Regions from separate parts of the Cricetulus griseus genome. Here region 1 is linked to region 2. A link is a contact called in public Hi-C data. All regions are on one chromosome and are shown on one strand. Each heading gives the region's core, a stretch centred on a gene start, on an enhancer-like site or on the middle of the called end of the contact. The rest is flanking DNA. Distances are from core to core; before and after follow the strand shown.

Region 1 (5,727 bases), core at 273-2,772, 110 kb before region 2:
GTCCCAGGCTTACGTTTTAGATCGGTCATCAATGTGCCTTCAAATAAGATACAAGCATTATTACTAAGGGAGGAATACTCCATTCCTTAAAACAATCTATTCACTACTAACTGTAACCGCTAACTACTGCCAGCCAAAAGACAAGGTCCTATTAAGAATTCAGGCGCTTCCTTCTATCTGCTCCCTAAGGTTATGATTAAGTATTTCTAATAGAAAAATATATAAAATCACCACCTGTTTTAAGTTGTTTGAGTAATGGATTTTTTTTTAAAGGGAGTTTTTTCACTCATCACATTTTGTGTTCCTATCATTGTTTGAAAGACCAAGTACTAAAATGCATAAATGGGAAGAATTCTAACTCGATTTTTAAAATTTTTTGGCTTAATGTAGTACTTAATAACATAAGGCATGCTGTGTCAAGAAACACACTTCAAAACACACGGGGAAATGGACCGGAACGTTGTTTTGTGCAGAATTCATCGGGTATTTTCTGTTGTTGAGTCCATCTTATTGTCCATGTGCAGGGACACTTTGTGATACTTTTGAAAGTTGAAATTAAAGTGTTAAGAACTTTCCTCCTCTGATGCCTCACATAAATATTAAAGCTAAAAAAAAAAAAAATCTTAGCTACTCTCGAGCTGAGTGTTTTGCTGTCTCAAAGCTTTATCGCTGCCATTGCGCATACCGCAGCGGGTGACATCAGATCGAAACTACAGGGTTTCGCCGGGTACCAACCACTCCTCCGGAGACAGCCCGAGCTACCCACCGGCCTGCTGCAGGTGACACCCCTGGGTCTCAGCAGACACGCTCTCGGAGACATGAGAATCCTCACCCGGGGCGACTTTCCAGGCGCGAGACCTGTTGCACGTCGCCTCCCAGCGCGAGCCGGAGCCAGGCACCGGCAGCCGTGCACCTGCCCGGGCGGCAGGCGCGTCTCCAGCCCGCCTTCCTTCCCTGCCTCCCCGCCCCGCCACCGTCGCCCCCGGCTGCCGCCCGCGGGGAGGGCGGGGCGAGGCCCCCCGCAGGGCCCCGGGTCCTCCACCGCCCCGCCCGCAGCCCGGCGGGCCGTGAGCCCTCACCTTAGCGGCCGCGGCCCTGGCGGACATCTTGTCTCTCTCGGCGCCGCGCGAGGCTCCTCGGACCCGAAACTCCGCGCCGCCGGCCCGCCCGCCCGCTCCTCACGCCACCGTCCGCATAAACATCTCCCGGGGACGAGCGGGGCAGGGGCGGGGGCGGCCGGAAAGGCCCGGCCCACGGGGAGGGGATTCAAGTGGGACAAAAGTCCGGGAAGCGTCCGCCCCGCCCGGGCTTCTCCGCGGGGCACACCCGGCCGCCTGCTCGGCCTCCGCCGCCCTCGGCCCGCTCGCCGCTCCGCAGGACCGAGACCCCCGGCCGTCCCCTCCGCCCTCGGGCGTCTCCTCAGAAACCTGCTCCCGCACGTAACTTCCCCGGAACGCGTGGCCGCCGAGAGACGTGCCGTCGGCGGGCAGAGCCGTCGCGGGCAACTCAAGCAGCCACGCAAAACCTGCCGGACCGGGCCACTGAGCATGCCCAGCCGGCGGGGGCGGGGCCTCGGCGAGGGGCGGGGCCAGGCCGGCTCCGACCCCCGCGCGGAAGGAAAAGCTCAGCTCTCCAAGTAACTTGCTAGGCGGTTTCCGCTGCCGCGCGAGCCATCCTGTTTGCTTCTATGAAAGATCCGGCAGAATTCGCCCCGGAGAAGCCCACACCTCTATGTACCTAAGCTTTTCAACTCCCTACGGAGACTTGTCTACTCTCTTCCTAAGCCAGCCACCCCAGATCAGTCCCACGCAGGAGTGTGGCAGGAAAGGCGAGCCTGGCCAATACCTGACTGTGGTTTCCTTAACCTCGCAAGTAACAATGGTCACAACTGTCACCACGTGTCTGGGCATTGTTACCCTATTGAAGAGAGATGTGTTTTTGTTTGAAGTACATCAGAAGCGCTCTAGCAGGCTCAGAACAAGCCAACTGCCTTAAATAAACCAAGTTACAGATCTAGGCATCCAGAGATAATCCCAGCCACTTTCTTTCTCATGCCTCCCTAGACATTTTTGGGCTATCAAGATTGCTGAAATTCTTGGCCCCTGAAGAGATAGACCAGGCTGCCTGCCTTTCTGAAAACCATGCCCTCCAGCTCAAGCTGGACAAAAAAGTATGTAAGTACATGCGGAACTCACCACCAGTTCAATCGGCCACCGCGCAAACTTAGGCCAGCTAGCTACCTTGATGAACAGGAAAAATAGGTAGAAAACCACTTCGAGCTTCATTAAGTTACACTCTGTATACTGCAAAGCTCTTCACAGATATCAAGAATTTTTAGTAACATTAAATAACATCCTTAAAGTACCTATTATAATGCTACGATGGCCAGGCAAGGTAGAGTGGGGCATGAACATAGGGTTAAACAATAGTTTTTAGAATTCAGCTACGTGACAGAATCAAACTTACTTCTAAGAAATATCTGTATATGACAATTAAGATTTCAAAATCATGTGTTTTGCAACTCTAAGCTAGTTGAACTAGAAAAAAAAATTATGCAAACCAAACCCTATTTCTTGCCATGAAAGAAACCAATTAAAGTCATTTTTTTTGTTTTAGTCATATTGCATGTGATTGTTTCAAAGGCAAAGTGCCCTGTGTTCTCTTAAGAAGAGTGATTAAATTTTTCCTCTGAGAAAACAGCATCACAAAACACTTAGATGTTTTGTATTTTTAGAAAGTGGTTATTGAAGGTCTTTCACATCAGTGCGTTAACTTTTAATAAAATGCATTCTGCAAACCTGCCTAGAGGCAGATGGGGTGTGTTATGCACATACTCTTCCTCTTTTCTCTTTGGACAATCTTCTATCATGTCTCCCACTGTATGAATTAAATGTTAGATATCTGCAACTTGTCTCAAATCCAGTATACCTGATTGATCTAATTTTTGTCATGGCTTTAAAAAAATGAAATCAATAAAAACGTTTCACTTTCATAATACTTTGCTTTAAAAAGTGTATCAAAAATTTCCAGTTAACATAACATTTTAAAATTTTCCAATGGTATTTTGAATAATGGAATTACATTATCTAAATTGAACTAAATGTTACACTAGGTAAATTGAACAGATATTCTTAATATCTAAACCAAACTATATTTGTGTATCTTCTCCAAATAGCAAGGGAAGTTCCTATCATTTATAGAAATTAAGCTGCCATAGTGACACCTATTAATTTGTATGCTAATAAAAATAAAGAAATCAGAAAATAATTTTAAAGAAAAACACTGTTGTCAGGAATCTAGCTCTGCCGCCCTACAGTTTATCTGTGGGAAGGTGCTTCAATATGACCTTTCCCCAGATAAACTGGAGTGGACAGAATATAGCATAATCTCTGAGACACACCCTTAACTTGAATAAGAGTTTATCCACTGAACACCAAAAAGTTTTCAAAGTGTACCATGACATTAATGAGTACAGATGAATGTGGCTACATTTTCTCTAGGTTTAAATCAAAAGGGAAGAAATCCAAGTGAGTTAGAGAATCTCATTTAGAGTTACAAGAAAGTTCAACCAAGAATTTCCCTTTGTGTACAGATTTCTTTCTGATCTAATGCAGAGGAACAGGAAACTAAAAACCACAACACTCAGAAGCACAACTTCCTGTGGGATTTCTGGTGTCTGTGGTCAGAATGCAAGAAGCACTAAGCATTCAGAGTCTTTAGAAATCTTAGACTTACTTAATAAAACAGCCCTGACTCAATGAACTATACCTACACTTACATTTTACATATGTGGATTTTTGTTTCCACTGTAAAAACAAAACAAAAAAACAACAACAATCTCTAAAAAAAAAACTTTATTAGTGTTACTTTTGGTAAGAGCTGTGAGTTTACTTTTGAAAAGGAAAGAGGAAATGTTGGGCACCATAAGGTGATCTTGATAACGCAACAGAAGAATACGTACACACACACACACACACACACACACACACACACACACACACACACACACACACCCCAACACTATTAGCAGGTATCATCATTGGATGTTTTGACCAGACCACATCACTAAAGAGTCTGCGAATGGCTTCAGGACTTTCATATGTCACAGAGCTGAGCAAAATGGGGAAGAAACTTTCCGTGACTTGTCAAGTTTCTAGAATCCTTAAACAAGCTGGGCATGGTGTGCACATCTTTAGCCATAGCAGAGGACAGAGGCTGGGGCAGGAGGACCTCAGTGATTCTGAGGCCAGCTTGTCTACATGTTTCCACGACAGCCAGGGCTATATAGGGTGACCTGTCTACATACATACATACATACATGCATGCATACATACGTATGGCTATCAATCCCAATTTTAGTTTATACTTATTTACTTCTCTCTCTCTCTCTCTCTCTCTCTCTCTCTCTCTCTCTCTCTCTCTCTCTTTGTGTGTGTGTGTGTGTGTGTGTGTGTGTGTGTGTGTGTATGATTGAGCACATGCATGTACATACCACACCATATATATGGAAGTCAGAAGACAACTTGGGGGTGGGGGAGTCAGTTCTTTCCTTCTACCAAATAGGTCCCAAGGATCAGACTCAGGTCATCAGGCTCACTAACCTGTTGAGCCATTTCACCAGCCCTTATTTATCTTATTTTAAAGTAAAAATTATAAATTGTATACTTAAAGTTAACTAAAATTTTAGATTATATATATATATAACTGCAATAAAAATATTGTTAATGATCAATGTGATTTGATTTTTATCATAAGTGAATATTAATTTACATATTAGTGGGTTTCACTGTGACATTTCCATAAATGCATAGATGGTGCTTGTGTCATTATCTTCCCCCCAGCTACCCAACCTTATCATTCCCTTTGTCATTCCATTTTTTTCATTGCTCATATAAACACTAAAATCAAATCTTTTTATAGTATTATTCTCTTCAGAATAAAGAAGAATCCTTCCAACTGGACTATCCCAGATCATGTCTCAAAAACAAAAACACCAGTCCCTTGGAGCTACCCTTCCTCCAACTGTGATAAGTGGCGCTTTTTCCTCTCGAGGCCCTGAATAGTCCACACACAAAACTAGAGAGGCTACAGCAAAATGCTATGCCTGTAAAAGCTGAAGGCTGCCTGGCTCAGCTCTGGACAGTTTGTTACTTTTCTACAGATTATCTGTTGTGCCTCTTCTGACGCCTCCTAATGGTTCACTTCTCCCTAGCCCAGGCATCTTTTCTCCAAACCCCACAGGTAAAGGATGCTGCTGAATGGGAATTCCTCCTCCCTGTCAAACCACTGATAAACCACCCTGAGTATCCTCTCTCCTGCTAATCCTCCCCCAGGGCTACCCTGTACTCCTTTCAGCTCTCTCCATCATCTTCATCTCTCTTCGACCAAAGAATTCTACCTTAGAATCCAAGCTTCCTTAGTGTGCCCCATTTAAAATGCAGGAACAAAATAGCCATTGATACCCCCTGACTATACCTTCCAAGGCTCACAACAGTGTACATGGGCAGGAGCCCAATGCACAGGAGCCCTGTACTGGGGAGGAAGTGGGGGTTATGGTTTTGAACCTTAGGTTTCACTTGGGATCTGTATTTTGGAAATAAATGTTTCTGAGACAGTGGAAGTTGCCCTTGGGACTTTGGCCTCTGTTGTCACATCATCCTACCTCCAGTTACTTCCTAGGAGAGGGTCTGGGCTACCTGCTACCATACCTCAGGAGGTCTATGCAAT
Region 2 (5,712 bases), core at 1,189-3,688:
GGGCCTCCTCAGACCCTGTGCAGGAGCTTCTCTCAGAGCAGGCTTTCGAGTGACATCATGCTTAGCAGTGACAGATTCATACTTTTTTTATGATAAAATGTACCACCCTCACCATTGGAAGTTTACAGGTCCAGTTTGGTATATTCACACTGTGCAGCCGTCATCACCAGGCATCATGGAGATGTCATCTTCCCAAGATTAAATGCTGTTGCCACCGAACACTATCCCCCTTGTCTGTCCCTACATCCCCAGCCTTGGCAATTATTGTTCTATTTTCTAGATTTGTGAATGTGAGAACTCTAGATACCTCATGTAAGTGGACCCACAATTACCTGCTGCCTGTGACACCTGCCTTATTTCACCAATGTTATTTCTTCCAGGTTCATCTCTATTGTGGTATATTTTTCAGAACTGCACCCCCCCTTGCAAAGGTAATATTCCATCACACCAATGGCTTAGTCTGTGTTTATGTATTCATCTGTCACTGAACATTTGCTTGCTCCTACCCGTCAGATACCCTGAATAATGTTGCTGTGAACTTGGGTGTGTCCATAGCTCTTCATGTTCCTGTTTTCTAGTGACTCATGAATGAACAGATAACAGAGGGTCAGAGGTCATTTTAGAAACACTTTACAGCCTTCTATACAGAAACCAACATAAGAAGGAAGGACTCTTGAAAATTACAAACAAAATACCATTAAGTAAAATGTTAGATGGGCTGGAAAATAAAGCCATAGAACTCTTTAGGCAAATAGCATAAAAAGATATATCAGGGCTAAGATATAGTTCAGTTGGCTTGCCTAGTATGCCCCAAGCCCTGGGCTCATTCCCCCAGCATTACATAAGCCAGGAGTGGTGGCTCAGATGTGCACTCCCAGCTCTTTGATGGCGGAGGCAGGAAGAGCAGATGTTTAAGGTCAGCCTGAGTTACACAGCTGAGTCTGAGGTCAGTCTGGGCTACAGGAGACACGGTCTTAAACAGTAAGAATTGATGTAGATGTTCCAAGTTAACTGATTGCCCTAGAAAGAGAAAGAAGGGATTTAATGAAAGAAACCAAGCCATCCACCATGATGGAGGCAAACCAGGTCCACTCTCCCAACCCCAATCCATGGGATCAGTGGAGAAGTCTCGGGCACAGGGCTTCGGGTTGTTGGAAGCGAAGGGTTGAGGCTTCTGACCTTGCATTAGGCCTGTGACTCACTCATCGTACTGAAAGTCTGCTGTGTGCCAGGCACTGTTCTTTTCTGGGTGCTGGTGACACAGAGGTGATAAAACTGGGTGTGGTGGCACATGCCTACAATGCCAGCACTTGGAAGGCAAAGGCAGGAGGATCTGGAGTTGAAGATTACAAAATGAATCTGAGCTCAACCTGGGGTACAGGAGACCCTGCCTCCCCCCGCCTCCAAAAAAAAGTTCCTACCCTCATGGAGTTTTCATTCTAAAGGGAAGGGACAATGAACAAAGATATCATTAGGTAAAACCAGGAGGAAAATGAGCAAGGTGAGAAGGGGAGTGTGTGACCCCAGCTGGCCGTGCGCTAGATGGTGTGTTAGAGCAGAGGTACTTGCTGGGACCAGGGGCAGTGACAACACCAGCCTGGCTGACTGGGCTGGGCTGGGCTACAGAGGGGGAAAGAGAATAGTTGTGAGGACTTTAGAACCAGACCTCCTCACCCAGTTAGCCTGGGGACAAGTGTTTCCTGAGGAGTCCTCATTTGTTCTCGGCCCTCTGGTAGGTGGATTCTTCCCAGAGCTCCCCCAACAACACCTCCAGCCCCAGCAGGACTAAGCAGTTGATTACTATGTGACCAGGCCTATTAGGCCTCTCTCTTCCCTCTGTACTGAGGAGTCAATGCGGTCTGCCAGGGAGTCAAGACTCCAGACAGTGCCCTATTAAGTGTACTGTTCTTTAATGTGGATTTTCATAAGCCAGACAGGCAGAGAAGGCCCCATTATCTTCATGTATGGATGGAGAAACCGAGGCACAGATCACAAGGGCTGCCATGCACACACTGACTGGGTCTGCTTCTGGAGTGGGCACTGGGTCCTTTCTTTTTTGACTCTTCCACACAGGTAGAAGCGAAGCAAATGCTCTTTTTCCTTTAGCACTTAATAACATGTAACTGTCTTGGACTTCTCCATATGCAAAATAGCAGACAGATGCAGGAACTATTAAGGCAGTCCGCATCAGCTCAGAGCAACCAGGGGAGGGCAGGAAACAGAAGCTAAAGGCTGGAATCAGGTCCACCTAGATGTTTTGATGGAATTACTCAATGGCTGCTCGTTTCCTCCCAGAACATACCACTTCAGCCTTTCCTTGCAAACAGGAACTTCCTTTCCTTTGCTGCCTTTAGGTCCCAGCTGTGTCCCAGGTACAAAGGAATGTTTGCCTTGCTGGGCAGAGCCCTGTGATGGTGCAAGATTGGAGGGGTGGCGCATGCCAGCCTGAGGAGTCAGCAGCCAAGGCCTGCTGCTCCTGCTGAGCCAGGGCAGGAGGGTGGCTCCTGAAGCTGGCTCAAAAACTGAGTCATCTTTCGTTTGAATCTAAAGTCAGGCAACTTCCTGCCAGACTTAAACACTATTAGTTTTTTGATGGCTCTTAAATTCCTAAAATTCTCAGAAGAGAGAAGCAGACCGACATCTTCCATTCACTTGAAATGAATCAGATAAAATGTAAAAAATGGAAGATGAATGGACAGACAGGAATGTAAATAAGACAGACTGGTCGCGGTAGAATCCAGGTATTCCAGGTCGGAGCATTTATTGAAAAAGCCTTTCAGCTTCCTTGGGTTTTGACAAAACACTAGGGGCAGCAGAGAAAGGCTTCTCTTGTTGCCTGGGATAATTTCAGTATTCATGTGAGTGATTCATTCAACAACCCTCCTTCAGCTGAACACCCAGGACGCTCCCCTCACCCACATCTTTGAACCAGGATGTCATGATGTCACTCATTGTTTCCTTGGACTAAATTATTTTCATCCTGAATGCCGCCCTCCTCAACTTCAGGAAGATGTGGAATGCTGAAGCTATTTCTTTGTTCCTGACTGCACTGCTTCTCTCTAGCAGAGACACCAAGAGGCATCAACAAACCACCTCTTCCTCTCTCATCAGCCCCTATGGCACCTACTGACACACAAGGCCAAGCATTATGAGGGGCCGGAATAGACAGGTAGAAAACAACTGGAGCTGAGGTCAGTGTCCTGGCAGGCTGTGTGGTGACATATGAGATGCAAGGCCACACCTCTACCAGGAGCCCTCCCATAGCCTGTTTGCTGGCTGGAGCTCCACTGTCTCATGGCCCTAATCTTCCAAAATGCTTTAGTTTATTGTCTTTGTTGTTGTTGTTGTTGTTTGGTTTTTCAAGACAGGTTTTTCTGTGGTTTTGGAGGCTGTCCTGGAACTAGCTCTTGTGGACCAGGCTGGTCTCGAACTCACAGAGATCTGCCTGCCTCTGCCTCTGCCTCCCAAGTGCTGGGATTAAAGGCGTGCGCCACCAATGCCCAGCAGAACATATCTCTTTTAACTGAAATTTTTTGTTTTGTTTTGAGACAGGGTTTTTCTGTGTAGCTCTGGATGTCCTGGAACTTGCTCTGTAGACCAGGTTGGCCTCAAACTCAGAGTCCACCTGCCTCTGCTTCCCAAGTGCTAGGATTAAAGGCATGAGCCACCTGGCAACAGTGTAATTTAAAAAATACATATTACTATGAAATATTTTGATTATATTTTATCCCCAGACTCAAGTATCAAGATTTTTGTTGATTGTCTTACTGTTATGGTTTGAATAAGAAATGCTCCTATAAATTCATGTTTTATACTCTGGGTCCCCAGTTTGTGGCACTATTTGGGGAAATTATATACTTTGGGGGAAGCATATTAAAGGCACAGGCCACGGAGGGCAAGGTTTTGAAAGTTCCCAGTCCCCTCTTCCCTCCCTGCTTCCTGCTGGCTGAGAAGTAGATAACAGCACTCCTCCATCACACCTCTGCCCGCCATGATGTTCCACCATGCAGCCACAGATACCTGCCCCCCCCCATTGCTTCTGATTGAAGAGCTAGGTATGTAGATCAATGATAAACTTCTTTTTTTAGATCAATTTATTTTATGTGTGTGAATGCTCTACCTGCATGTATGCCTTCACTCCAGAAGAGGGCACTAGATCTCATTATAGATGGTTATGAGCTACCATGTGGATGCTGGGAATTGAACTCAGGACCTCTGAAAGATCAGCCAGTGCTCTTAACCGATGAGCCATCTCTCCAGCCCCCCAATGGTAAAGTTCTTGCACAAAGTGTTCGAGACTCTGGGTCCTATATCCCAGCATCCAAACACACATACTGCTGCTGGGGGTGGGGTGCTGAGGATGTGGCCCAGTGGTAGAGAACTCAATTAGCAAGAGTTATGTACTGTAGGGTATGTAGGTGCACGCTTTAGTCCCAGTATTCCGGAGGCAGAGGTAGTTGGATCTCTGAGTTCAAGGCCAGCTTGGTCTATAGAGCGAGTTCCAGGACAGCTTGGACTACACAGAGAAACCCTGTCTCAAAAAACAAACAAACAACTACAACAAAAGTTTGATCCATAGCACCATAAAAAAACAAAACCAGTTGTGAACCCACAACGGCCTCAGCAGGCTCTAATGAACACTTCCAATCCAATGGGCACACAGATGGCTCCAGCTAAACTAAAAGGGTCAGAAAACAAAACTAAGTAAGGAACCTAGGAGAGGGACTGGTAGGGAGGAAAGAGGTTTATAGGGATGGGAGGGAGAGAAGTGAGTATACTCAAAGTACATTATATATGTATAACATTATCAAACAACAAAAATCAATTTTTAAAAAGAAATTGTATTAATGGATTGCACTAGAATTCTGGAAATAGCCTAGGCCCTATCCCAAAGGATACGATAGACTCTGATGACACCCTATGGAAGGCCTCACCCCTCAGGGGGAGGAGAAAGGATTTGTGATAGGTAGGGTTTTAGTTGGGAGGGGTGGTAGGGGAGGAGGGGAGGGAGAGGGAACTGGGATTGTCATGTAAAACAATCTTGTTTCTAATTCAAATAAAAAAAATCTGCAAAAAAATAAAAAAAATTAAATAAATAGATTTCTGAAAATAAGCCTACTTGATAAATATTTACTACACCATTGAATTCTATTAATTAACATTTTACTTAAAACTTGCACTGATGTTGGTAAGTAAAATTGTTCTTTAGTTTCCCTGTTTTTTTGTGAAGTATCAGATTTTAGTATTAATGTTATGATCACTTCATTGGAAGATGCCAGAATTTGCCTTCTCTCTGAGCTCTGGGAGGAAGTCCTGGTTTATCTGAGCTGTATGGACTGGGAGCAGTCTCCTGGGGGAAGCTCTTCTGTGTGTTGCTCTTGTGTAGTTGGGCTCAGGCTTCCTTCCTGTCTCTGCTGATAGCATTTGAGTAAGTCACATTTTCACAGGAAGTTCCCTTTATACCTTTTAGATTTCTTCTGTTTTAATAGTTATTTCCCCTGTTGTATCTTATTTTGATACATTTATATATCTGTCCTAGATTTCTTCCTATTGTTGTGACTAAAAACAATGGAGAAAAGACTTCCTTGGCATTTCCTTCTAGGTCATAGTCCACCACTGAGGGCAGTCAAGGTGGGACTCAAGCAGGAACTTGAAGCGGCAAACATGGAGAATGATGATTCCTGGCTCACTCAGATTTATACTTAGGTAGCT

What was found. Hi-C and Micro-C count contacts between places; a contact is called where the count stands out from the background.
Region 1: a Hi-C map of the CHO-K1 cell line shows a contact between it and region 2, with 2.1 times the contacts expected there. The contact joins the promoter of Tjp1 here to the enhancer-like site in region 2. A contact is called at or near these places in 2 of 8 Hi-C or Micro-C datasets (the CHK-Q cell line and the CHO-K1 cell line).

Annotation. Positions count from the first base shown.
Region 1 is chr3:131,894,863-131,900,589 of CriGri-PICRH-1.0, reverse strand. Tjp1 (tight junction protein ZO-1) reads right to left here and starts at 1,522. Exons shown (of 27, transcript XM_035442470.1): 1 at 1,080-1,522. The coding sequence starts at 1,106.
Region 2 is chr3:131,785,382-131,791,093 of CriGri-PICRH-1.0, reverse strand. No RefSeq gene overlaps it. Among named protein-coding and RNA genes, the nearest start is that of Tjp1, 110 kb to the left of the region's middle. Within about 2 kb of position 2,438, at least 3 of the 6 cell types and tissues checked have open chromatin away from gene starts, as enhancers often do. A contact at or near this core is called in the CHO-K1 cell line, where this site is marked.